Linked DNA regions of Rattus norvegicus: region 1 is linked to region 2. The links are chromatin contacts, called in public Hi-C maps. All regions are on one chromosome and are shown on one strand. Each heading gives the region's core, a stretch centred on a gene start, on an enhancer-like site or on the middle of the called end of the contact. The rest is flanking DNA. Distances are from core to core; before and after follow the strand shown. Region 1 holds the start of Acot3 (acyl-CoA thioesterase 3). Region 2 overlaps Psen1 (presenilin 1).

Evidence for each region. A called contact is a pair of places that touch in the nucleus more often than the background predicts.
Region 1: a contact with region 2 is called in a Hi-C map of Schwann cells, with 4 times the contacts expected there. The contact joins the promoter of Acot3 here to the enhancer-like site in region 2. A contact is called at or near these places in 4 of 12 Hi-C or Micro-C datasets (the A7r5 cell line, the Rat2 cell line, Schwann cells and 1 more).

Annotation. Positions count from the first base shown.
Region 1 is chr6:109,410,461-109,416,335 of GRCr8, reverse strand. It overlaps Acot3 (acyl-CoA thioesterase 3), which reads right to left and starts at 2,639. Exons shown (of 3, transcript NM_001108041.1): 1 at 2,136-2,639. The coding sequence starts at 2,619.
Region 2 is chr6:109,081,240-109,086,841 of GRCr8, reverse strand. Psen1 (presenilin 1) reads right to left here. Exons shown (of 12, transcript NM_019163.4): 5 at 3,733-3,874. Among named protein-coding and RNA genes, the nearest start is that of Psen1, 30 kb to the right of the region's middle. Within about 2 kb of position 1,656, at least 8 of the 93 cell types and tissues checked have an H3K27ac peak or open chromatin away from gene starts, as enhancers often do. A contact at or near this core is called in Schwann cells, where this site is marked.

The DNA.
Region 1 (5,875 bases), core at 1,390-3,889, 330 kb before region 2:
GGACTAGGGCTCTTTCCCATTTTAGCAACACAGCCTCTGTTTTTGAACCTTGCAACTCAGAAATGGATGGCGTGAACGATATCAAATCATCACTGGCCGTCTTGGAATCCTCTGGAAAATAGGTTCTCCTGCAAAATCCCCACTTTCCATGTCCAAGGTCCATACCAACACCAACAGACGGAAGCTACATTTCTCCTACATTTGCTACAATCTCCTCGGATAATTTTAATTGGTGCAAAATGCATTTGTTTATTTAGAAACAGTCTTACGTGGCCCAGGCTGGCCTCCATAACCTTGAACCCCTGTCCTTCCTGCCTCCACTTCCCCATTGCTGGGATTGAACAAAGGGTCTCTTGCATTCGAGAGAAGCACTTGACTAAGTTCCGTGTAGTAAAGTGTTAACGCTGAAGACTCCAGACGGTTGTTTTTGTTTCTAACCTGGTGGGGTGCTGTGTATTCTGGATCACACACTGAGGAATACATCATAATTTGCTTCCTTTTTTAAAAAACTAATCCTTGACGTTAATGCTTTTCTGCTTTATATTATGGTGCTGATAACCACGGTCACGTCCAGGAGCTAGGACCACATGGGACGATTATGTGCCCAGGTTATTCGTATTGTTTATAAACACCAACAATTGATCTCTTAGAACACTGATGTCATACTCACATCCCTATTGTTTTGCCTGCACCCATTACTTCCTCCTCCATCAGCACCTGTGGATTCCCCTCATTTTTGACGGTCTCAGACTGTCTAGAAAGCCAGCTACTGATAGAAACACTTCATTCTCTCCTGGGCATCTGAATTGTTTTCTTAGACCCCACAAACACACTCAGAAATTTGAGGAAGAGAGTATCCTGGAGTTGGGCCTGCTACATCAAAAGAGTTTTTCTGGCAGATTCTAAAAATGAAGCTTTTGGAAAGGAGTGGTGGGGGCACATTTTTAATCCCAGCACTAGGGAGGCAAAGGCAGGCAGATCTCTGAGTGGGAGGCCAGCCTGGTCTACACTGTGTGTTCCAGTACAGCCAGGGCTCCACAGAGAAACCCTGTCTCAAAAAACACCAACCAACCCAACAAGTGAAGCTGGACTCAGGCTCTCAGTGGGTTGCTGAGTACAATATGAAAGACAGAGGTATGAAGGGGACCTCGGGGTATCAGGGGCTGTAGGGCAATGAGGAGAATGAAGACCACCCAACGGATTACAAACTGTAGTAAACGAGACAATGGTTTGTGAATGAAGCATTACAGGGTCCTTAGGGAAGTCTGAGCTTTAAAAATAGTTTTCTGATTGGGAGGCAAATCAAACTGGAAGGAAACACAGTTGCCCGTGAGGCTCATAATAATAACTTCACAGGGAGGAGAGACCTTTTATTATGGAAAACTTCGAGTTCTTGAATTTCTCTTGCTGCTATTGAAATATGTAAACAAGTAAACACATCAAAGTATTTTAAAGTTTTTAACCAAAGAACCACGTTCTCAGTTTTCAACATCGCTTCCCTATCCTAGAGCTATATTAAGCCACTCACCCTTGCAAAATTAATGTTACCTACTCTCTAAGTACCACTCCCTTATCCCTAGACCCTCAGTAAACTGCCATTTCTGTTGGCATTTTAAAGGGACACAAAACAACTGGCCAAATCTCCGAGAAGTGCTCTCTGCAATTCTCTGATTTTAAGCCCCTCTCAAATCTGTGGCTCTTTTACGCTGGCAAAGAGTTACATCAAAACCATCTAAGAAACAAAACTCCCTGGCACTTTACACTCGCACTTTCAGATTCCAGAGTTCCCAGTGCTTGCGCTGGCCCACTTTGCCTGAAGGACTGCTCTAGAGCAACAGATGCCAAGCGCGAACCCGTGCACAACTACCCGTAGGTCTTACTATCAGAGTGTAGAGTCCTAGTTTACAGAACTTTGGGGTGAGGGGGGAGCTCTGATGCTCTACTTTCCTAAGCAAAGTCGGATGCTGCTCCTGCGGTGACCTTCAGTTCAGGACACGACTCATCTAGCTATGAACCCAAGTCCTTAAGGCTTTTCCAGGGAGCTCCGTGAAAAGTATGAGACAGGGAAGAAGGGGCCCAGGCTCTGCACCCCTGAAGCATCCCGCACTGCAAGCACAGGAGGGAGGGCTGCTCACCTGGGGGCAGGAAGAGCGTGGCGCGCACCCGGCCCTCGCGCACCGGCACGCGCCGCACCCCGGGAGCCATGAAGTGACGCTCGTGCACCGCCTGCGCCAGCAGCCGCCCGCCGTCGGGCTCGTGTCCGTCCAGCACCTCCAGCTCCACCACGAAGGGCGTCTGCACGTCGCGCTTGACCAGACGCCAGAAAGGCCGTTCGGGTTCCATGGCCCAGATCAGCCCCATGGGCTCGAGCCCGGTGAAGCTGCCGCCCAGCGCGGGCGCGCGCTCCAGGTCCAGCACTCCATGGGCGTCGGCGCGGTAGCGCGCGTGGGCTCGGAAGAGCGCGCCCTTCTCGTCGCGCAGGGCCGCGCGCAGCGTGACGGGCTGCTCGGGGCCCAGGCCGCGCACGGTGATGTGCACCGGCTGGTCGCAAAGGCAGCCAACCGCGGGCTCCAGGATCACTGTGGGTGCCATCCGGTTCTGGGTGGTAAATGCGTGCATTGCTTCAGATTGTGGCTGGGGCTTGTGACTTTTAGGCCTCTCTGGACTTGCTGCTACAGCTTTAAACGGTTCCGGGTTCTCTGGGAGGAAGCCGCTGTGCTAAGCCCTCTAGCGTTTGTTAAATACTACAGTGCAGTGCGGGAGATGCAGAATGATTAACCTTGTTTTACGACTTGATGCCTGTTGAAATAGTGTATAAAATAAAGACTGGAAAAGATATCGTTCCAAAAATCCGGATTATACCAAAACATATCAGGAAACTGTAATTCTAGTGATCCATGCCAAGCAAGGCCTCCTTCCCATCCTCCCTTTACGCCCTTTCCAAGCCTTTCTCTAGTCTTTGTGGAACCTGGAGCCACTTCTACTTAACTCAGACCTCCTGGCATGCAGGCTGAGTCCACTCCTGAATTACCTTCCAGGTAGTGGTGATGGTGGTGGTGGTTGTTTTGTGATGAGGGTTCATCTGGCTCAAGTTGACCTTGAACTTGAGGTGTGACTAAGGATGGCTTAGAACTCCGGCTTCTACCTTCCAAATGTCGGGATCACTGCCCTGGACCACCACCCTGCACTCTTCCAGTTCCTTATCAAGATAGGTTAAAACTGTGCTAATGCCAATCCGGGTGTTGTCCAACTCAGCTGAGAGAAAATTCAGGCAAACTGGGTTATTTGAAAGGGTCTCATAAGTGGACTTGTTGCAAAAGCAGGGGCCACTGCTGTTTAGAAACAGAGACCAAGTGTGTTAAAGCTATGAAGTTGGGAATAGAGAAAGAAAGGGGCTTGCTGCTGGGCGTGAGACAGCTAAGCTGCGCCAGGGTGGGCAGATAGACTGCCTTCCCCTGAAGCTCCTTCCCCAAGGAATACAAACGAAACATTGTTGCTCATTAATTGATTCTTGCTTCTAATGCAGCTAGTTGTAGCTGACCAAACTTTAAGGGTGGCTTCCAAAAAATAAACAAAACTCCCAAAACAATAACCTATTCCTATTCCAGACTGCACCTACTATGAGCTAAATATGAGGTAAACAAGAAAAACGACAGCTATGTCTTTTTTTTTTTTTCCCAACATGGAAAGGTTTAATGAGAGAAGAAGGGTATAAAGGGGGATAAGTAAAGGCCAGCCATGAGCACGTAGAGGGAAGGGGGAATGGAGAGATTAGGGACAAAGAGAAGAGGGCAAGAGAGAAGAGAATAAGAGCAAGAGCAAGAGAAGAGTAAGAGCGACAGCTATGTCTTGTTAGCCGTGATAACTGTTAACTCTGCATAGACAGTAAAGGAAAAAGGTCCATTGTCTGGCTATGAGCTGATCACATAATGTAGAGCGTAAGTTAATGGCTAGCAGACTCCGTCAAGGCCTAAGACTAGCCAGGCCTTGTAAGGTTGGAGTAGAGCAACACTGGCCAGGACTAATTACCAGCAGACAGACAAGATCAAGAGCTAATAATGCAGAAGTCAGAGATGGACAGGGACGGGCTTCAACCAGTCCTAACCAGGGAAGCAGTGCAGGAACAGTCTTTGAACTCCCTGATTGGACCAGGAGAATGTACATAGACTATGTGCCTTCCAATGCTCAACTTCCCATACTCAGATATTCTTCCTCAGGGTTGGTCCACTTTCTGTGTCGAGTCCTATAAGAAATCCCTAGATAAGCTCAAAGAATTTGGTTTTCTTCTCTTGGGGACTCTGGAACTCTGCTTTCTGCTGTATTTCATCTTTATTCTTTAAGCTTTATGCCTGTAGTAATAAAGTGATTCTTCGAACTTTGTCAGTGAATTTCATTCTTCAAGTTTCTACAATCAGGGAGACCCAGAGCTGACTCCTGAGTTGTGTCAGAGGAGAGAGTCTTCCTCACACTCAAGGGTACTCCCTCCTACCCTCTTTCTGTAAACAAACAGTCCTAGTTAGGCTTCCTGCAGTCCTTAAAGCCTTAAAGGGCCCCGGAAGAGCTTGCTCGAAACTGTAAGTGCTGATTTAGCCTGGGGAAGGAATCCCTTGATTTCACCCTCCCTGAATTCACCCATAGTTTAGAGCTACCTGAACAAGGAGCCGAGTGGACAAGGGAGAAAAGCAATTCAAAACTCAATGAATAATGATTTTTAAAAACTTAGAGCCAGGGGGTTGGGGATTTAGCTCAGTGGTAGAGCGCTTGCCTAGCAAGCACAAGGCCCTGGGTTCGGTCCCCAGCTCCAAGGGAAAAAAAAAACAAAACAAAAAACCTTAGAGCCAGGCAAGGTGGACACAGCTTTTAATCCCAGCACTCTGGGAGACAGAGGCAGGCAGATCTCTGAGTTTGAGGCCATCCTGGTCTACAGAGTGAGTTCCAGTACAGTCAGGACTACACAGAGAAACCCTGACTCAGAAAACAAAACAAGCAAAACAAAAAAGTATACAATTAGGTCTCAGGTTTGAGAATTTCCTGTAAAAAGTAACTGCAGCCGGAAGTGGGAAACTTGGCTTGTACCAAACTTAACTGGTTAATTCAGCTCTCAACACAAGCTGAATTATATAGAAGAAAGCCAGCTTCTTCTACTGCCTTTTCCAGCTGGGAAGACCTATGGCTTCTGTCACCCGAGAGAGAAGCAGCTGAAGAAGTGACCCAGGTCTTGCCATTCATTGTACCCTTGCTCGGGAGTCCTGGTTCTGGGAGCTGCGTGAGGATGATGGGCTGCACAGGTATTCCTGGTACCTTCAACTAAAGCGCTGGCTCCACAGAAAGTTGAGCGAGGAATGGCCTTACGTGGAGTCCATGTTGTCTAGGCAACCAGTGAGATGCTGTCTCGGAATTAACCCAGAACGGGAATTTCTGCTCCACCAACTAGCGTTAGGACTTCACAAATAGACACAATAGTTTTTCTGATCTAGAACGGCATTTCTCTGGCTACTTAGGATTAGGGCACTCCCAGAAGGGTTTCTCTCCGAGAGGTCCGGTAAAGTATCCAGGACTAAGAGACTCTGAATTCAGTGTGGAAAGGCTGAGTTGCTGAAAATGGTATCTGGGTCAGAACTCAGCTGGTCATCAAGAGAGGGAGTAACTTCACTGTCTCCCTCAAGGGCATGCTCCCTGTGGCCTCACCTCTTGTATCAGGTCCTAAGGTTGTATGACCTCCCAGTAGTGCCACAGACTGGGCAGTTTATGGCTACCTGTAACTCTAGTCCCAGGGTATCCGGCCTCTGAGGGCACCAGGCACATACATACGCGCATTAAAACAAAAATCTGTTGGTGTGGGAGTGGGAAGGGAACAGGAAAAGGCAGGAGGGTT
Region 2 (5,602 bases), core at 407-2,906:
AGAAGCCCTCTTTTCCCTAAAAAGCGATTTGAAAGGAAAGTGGAGAGGAGGTCAAGTGACTGACGGTCACGGGCAGTTTCTGGCCTGTGCTGACAGCTCGCCACAGCTCACGTGCATGCAAAGTGACTGTAAAAAACTCCCCAAAGATATAAACTCAAATGACTGGAAATCACTCACTCAAGGTACAAATCACCACGAGTAAAAGTCAACAGTATTATTCTTCCCCAAAACTTCAGATAGTTTAAGTGTAAGACAGTAAAGTAATAAAAAAAATTAAATATGGACAAAAAGACTACATCCAAAATGATCTAACATCTTTAAAACAGATAAATATAAATTCTACAAATTGAAAATATAACTATTAGATTTTTAAGTAAATGTATTAACAAGCCACATAAACTGGAAAGAACCTGAAAATATACCATTAAGTTAGGAAAGGGGGTTATGCAAGAGGGCATTAAAACTGTGTGGGGAGGGTGGGGGCCAGCGATTGGGATATAAAGTGAATTAAATAACTAAGTAAATAACTAAGGTTTTATAAAAAGCTACAAAGCAGACCTACTGAAGATAAGGGGTGAGGATATGTGTTTGTAGATATCAAAGCAGAATTAATAAATCAACCAACAAACCATGGGTCCAATGAGCAATGATTTCTAGACTGAAAGCACTGAATCAAAGTTGTATTCAGGATAGCAAGATGGCTTAGCTGGTGAAGGCATTTGCTGCCAGGTATGACGACTGAGTCAGATCCTCCAGGATGGCGTTTATTCTCCTCTGGCCTGAGATAATCCCTTTAAAAGGTGGGTACTATCAACCACAAAAGAAGTCAAAGGACACATATCTGAGAGAACAGAAACTCACAGGATTCTTGAGGGCCGTTCCACAACGACATATAAAGGAGCAAACAACTGCTTGGGTGGAGACTCTGATGGCCCAAGTACAGAAAGAAAGGTATCTGGGGGGCAGCCCACAGCTGTGCAGGGAGCTCCAGGGTGGCAGCTTTTGGGATCATCACCTGTGTTGGAGTGGCCTTTTCAGTGACAGCTGCTTTCAAATCATGCCTGCTCCTTGTAAGCAACCTCTCAGTATCCCCAGTAAAAACTCACTAGTTCACTAGTTGGACATTGGCCTGTTACTTTGGTATGGCATGCGTTCCCTTTCTGGGGTGAGCAGATGTGTGTGTTGCAGGAAAAGTCTGTCACACAACATGGAAGGAAAGAAATGACTCCTGCAAACTGACCGTGGACTTCTACACATGAGCCAATGGCACATACATGTTCATATATATATCTGCACATAAATGTACATATAGACATACATATATACAGTTAATTTTAAAAAATTTAAAGTTATATCTGAGGGTACAAAATTAAGCCTGAGAATAAATGGTTTTGTTTTAAAGTTTTATTTTTACCTTATGTGTATTCATGGTTTCCCTGTGTGTGTATTTGTGTACAGTAAGTACATTTGTGCCTGGCGTCCCAGAAGCCAAAAGAGGTTGTTAGATCCCCTGGGAACAGAGCCAAGATGTGGGAGTAGGAAACTGAATTCATCAGTTTCATGTCCTCTGCAAGAGCAGCCAGAGCTCCTCCTGATAAACCATTTCTCCAGCCCTAAATATGGTTCTTTAAGAAACAAAGGAGGGGAAAGATTCCAAAGCCTGGGACTGGGTTTGTGAGCCCGAGGGGAAACTGCAAGGAGGAAGGAACAAAGGCCAGAGAGCACATTAACAAGCCAATGACAAGAAGGTTCAGAAAAACTAAGTTCTAAAAAGGCAGCAGATAAAATTAGGGAAACAATGTCAGGCTGGATAAACACTTTCCTAAGGGAGAGAAAGAGAAGGCACAGTTTTTACAAATTGAGGATGAGGTTTGAGAGGATTTTACATAATGGCTGTAAGTTAATGAAGGTCAAATTCTGGACTCAAATTCCCAAACAGATTCATTAGCTTCTGACCCCGTGACCTATAGCAACTGTGACCCTGGCCGTTGCCTCAGGAGGGTGTGCACACACACTGCTTGTGAGATGTTAAAGGAAATAAGGCATGCTCACATAGTCCATACACTTGGCTTACTGTCATTAACAGATCAGTGCATGAAAACTGAAAGCAGACTAAGAAACTTCCCAAGATTAGTAGGAAAAAACTCAGGAAATTCAATGCTGAGTCCACAGCTCTATACATAATACACAGGTAATTTTAAAAAAGAAAAGCAGGAAATATGGAAATGTGGGAGAAAAAACATGGGAGAAGGCAGAATTCCACCCATAATAAAATCTGAAAAGGAGGCAAAAAACCAAGCCTAACCCCATAATCAGCCGAACTCCAGAATGTGTCCACTAAGGCCAAAAAAGGAACTGGGAGGTAAACACTGGCATGCAGACAAACACAGGCAGCAGGGAGAACACATATTTCCCATGTGGTGGTGGCACAGATCTTTAAAAGAGGAGACAGAGGCAGGTGGATCATTTGAGTTTGAGGCTAGCGTGGTCTACAGGGTGAGTTTGAGGCCAGCCAGGGCTACACAGAGAAACCCTGTCTCAAAACAAACCAAGCAAAGTAAACAAAATCCCACAATAAAATCTAGGAGGAAATAACATAGACTGCAATACAGAGAGTTAACATTTACTCTTCCTGTTACTAAGGTCGATCTAAGATTCCATGACTTGTATTCCTTTGTTGATTTTCTCAGGTTTGAGTATGAAGCATGTACTGGGTAGCTGAGATCCAGGAGGCAGTCACTTAGAGAGAGAGAGAGAGAGAGAGAGAGAGAGAGAGAGAGAGAGAGAGAGAGAGAGAGAGAGAGGGGGGGGGGGGGGGAAGGAAGAAGGGAAGAGGCTGGGAGGTTGGCCCTGCCTCTTTGCTGCAAGCTTTCTCTGTGCCCAGTGGCTAAGGCAAGAGGCACTGCTGCTCAGAAATGACGCTGGCAGTTCCCCAGTGAGGTGGCCCGTCACTAGTGATTTCAGAAGCAGCATTTGAGGGAGGCTTTACGAGCCACTTAAATCCTCTAGCACTATTTGTTAATGACGATATACACAAAAGTCTTTGTAATGCCACAGGCACATTATAAATCAAAATACTGAAAACACATGTGAAAACACATAAACACACCCGTTTCCCATGTATGTCTTCTGGTGCTTTCAACATGCTCCAGAATGAAAGGAAAGATAAAGTAGACCCAAAACACAAGACTCTTTTTTCTGGGGGCTGGAGAGATGGCTCTGCGGTTAAGAGCGCTGACTGCTCCTCCAGAGGTCCTGAGTTCAATTCCCAGCAACCACATGATGGCTCACAACCATCTGTAATGAGATCTGGTGCCCTCTTCTGGTGTGTGTGAAGACAGCAACAGTGTACTCATATATATAAAATAAATAAATATTTAAAAGAAAACAAAACTCTTTCTTCTTTGCTAGACCAAGTAAAGACTATAATAAGGCGAGAAGGCTGTGAAGTGGCTCGGAATGTGAAGCCTGCCAGCTTGAAGACTCGATGTCTAGAACCCAAGCAAAGACGGAAGGAGAGAACCCCTTCCACCAAGTTGTTGCATCAACTGCACATGTACACTCTGGCAAGCACAGGCTTGCATACACACATTCATATTCTCTCTCTCATTCTCTCTCTCTCTCTCTCTCTCTCTCTCTCTCTCTCTCTCTCTCTCTCTCTCCATCTCACACACAAAATAACAACAACCAATAAGCAGGTCGAGGCAGACAACAGTGCTGCCTGGCACTCACCTTGTAGCACCTGTACTTATACAGGACCACCAGGAGGATGGTCATAACGACGATGACACTGATCATGATGGCGGCATTCAAGATCGAGTGCAGGGCTCTCTGGCCTACAGTCTCGGTGTCTTCTGTGAATGGGGTATAGATTCTAAAGAGGGAAAAAAACCACAAGAGTGTTAATGCATATGTCAAACCACATACTCCTTCAAAACTGGAATTAATTGTGAGGGTTCTGGTTTTACTGAGTCATTCAGAATGTACCTTTTGGAGCTCATCAGTAAACTAGAAGTTTTTTATTTGGTTGGTTAGTTTTTGAGACAGAATCTAATAAGTAACCCCAAGCTAGCTTGGAACTTACCATGTAGCCCAGGCTGTACTTGAATATGTGCTCTCCCTGCCTTTGCATTCCAAGTGTGGAGATTATAGGTCTGTACCACCCTAGCTCTAGGTAATAATTTTTTAAAATGTAGACATATATACTTTTATTTAAAGTGCGTGTTTGTGTGTGTGTGCGCGCGCGCGCGCGCGTGTGTGTGTGTGTGTGTGCGTGCATGCGTGTGCATGTGAGTGCACTGTGTGCATGCGTACAGATGTCCAAGAAGGACAGACACCCAAATCTTGGAGCTGGAATTAAAAGTAGTTATGGGCTGTATGATGTGGGTGCTGTGAACCACTCAGTACGTCTGCAAGAATGGTGCACCCTCTTAACTGCTGAGCCATTTCCAACCCTCTCGCTACTAATTTTTAACTTAAGAAAAATAGCTATCCTCTGAAATAACTTCTTCAGAGTAAAAGAAAATAAGACTGTGAAAATACGAACTCACACTAGGCACTGGCTCCATCTAGTGGATGCTTTGCACTGAAATGATGATCTCACCCAAGGTTTTCTCCACAGCTTACTAAAATCTGTTAAATAACCAGGTTCTGCCACATTAACTCCAAGGCTGAACAACAGTTACTAGAGAGAGGTGGCAGGGTTTGAACACAGGTTTTCTATCTGTAGGGTGACTATAACTGGGGTTATCTTCTTGTTTTCATTTACATAAAAATACCTTAATTCCAGGTGCCAAGGCTTCCAGTGTAATGACCTTACTTCTGCCCTTATAGCAGCTGTGGCCATGAGACTGTGTAATGGCCAAGGAACTTTGAACAAGCCACAGAGGCAGTTCCTGCAGGGAGTGCCCTGGGCTACGTGATGCCTATGTCCCCTTCTCAACTCCCTCCTGCTGGTGAACGAAAGCTCAGGCTGGATCTTAAAGAAACCTAGGACAGAAGCTGAAGAGAGAAGCCACATGCTTCATAAATAAAAAACCGGTGTACCAATCTGGACTGCCTATCCCTGCACTGCTCTGAGGGAGGAAGAAAGAAAGGTGTGTCATCTGCGTTTCTATAACAGAGTCATAAACTGGGTATGGTGGCACACATCGGTAATTCTAGCACTCAGGAGGCTGAGGCAGGATCAAAAATTTGAGACTAGCCAAGACTACAAGTGAATTCCAGACTAGCCTGAGAAGCAGGGAAAACAGGCTGCTATGAGAAATACTAGCAAGGATCTAGTACCGATAGATGAAGATAGCGGTCTTTAAAGATTTAGCATATAAGCCACGATGAGGACAACAGGAGTGCTGCTTTCAGACTGTCTGTGTAGCTCAGGCTGGGCTGGAATAAATATTTGCATACAGCAGAAGATGAACTTGAGTTCCTGATTGTCCCTTCTCCACTGCCAAGTGCTTTGACAGGCATATGCCACCGTCCTTTTGTGTCTCAAACACCACATGGTGGGTCCCACACCCATGGTTCCTAAACCTCTAAACTTCTGTGAGCCATTTGCCAAGTGCTAGGATTTCAGGCCCTGCCACCCTGCCTGCTGGCTCAA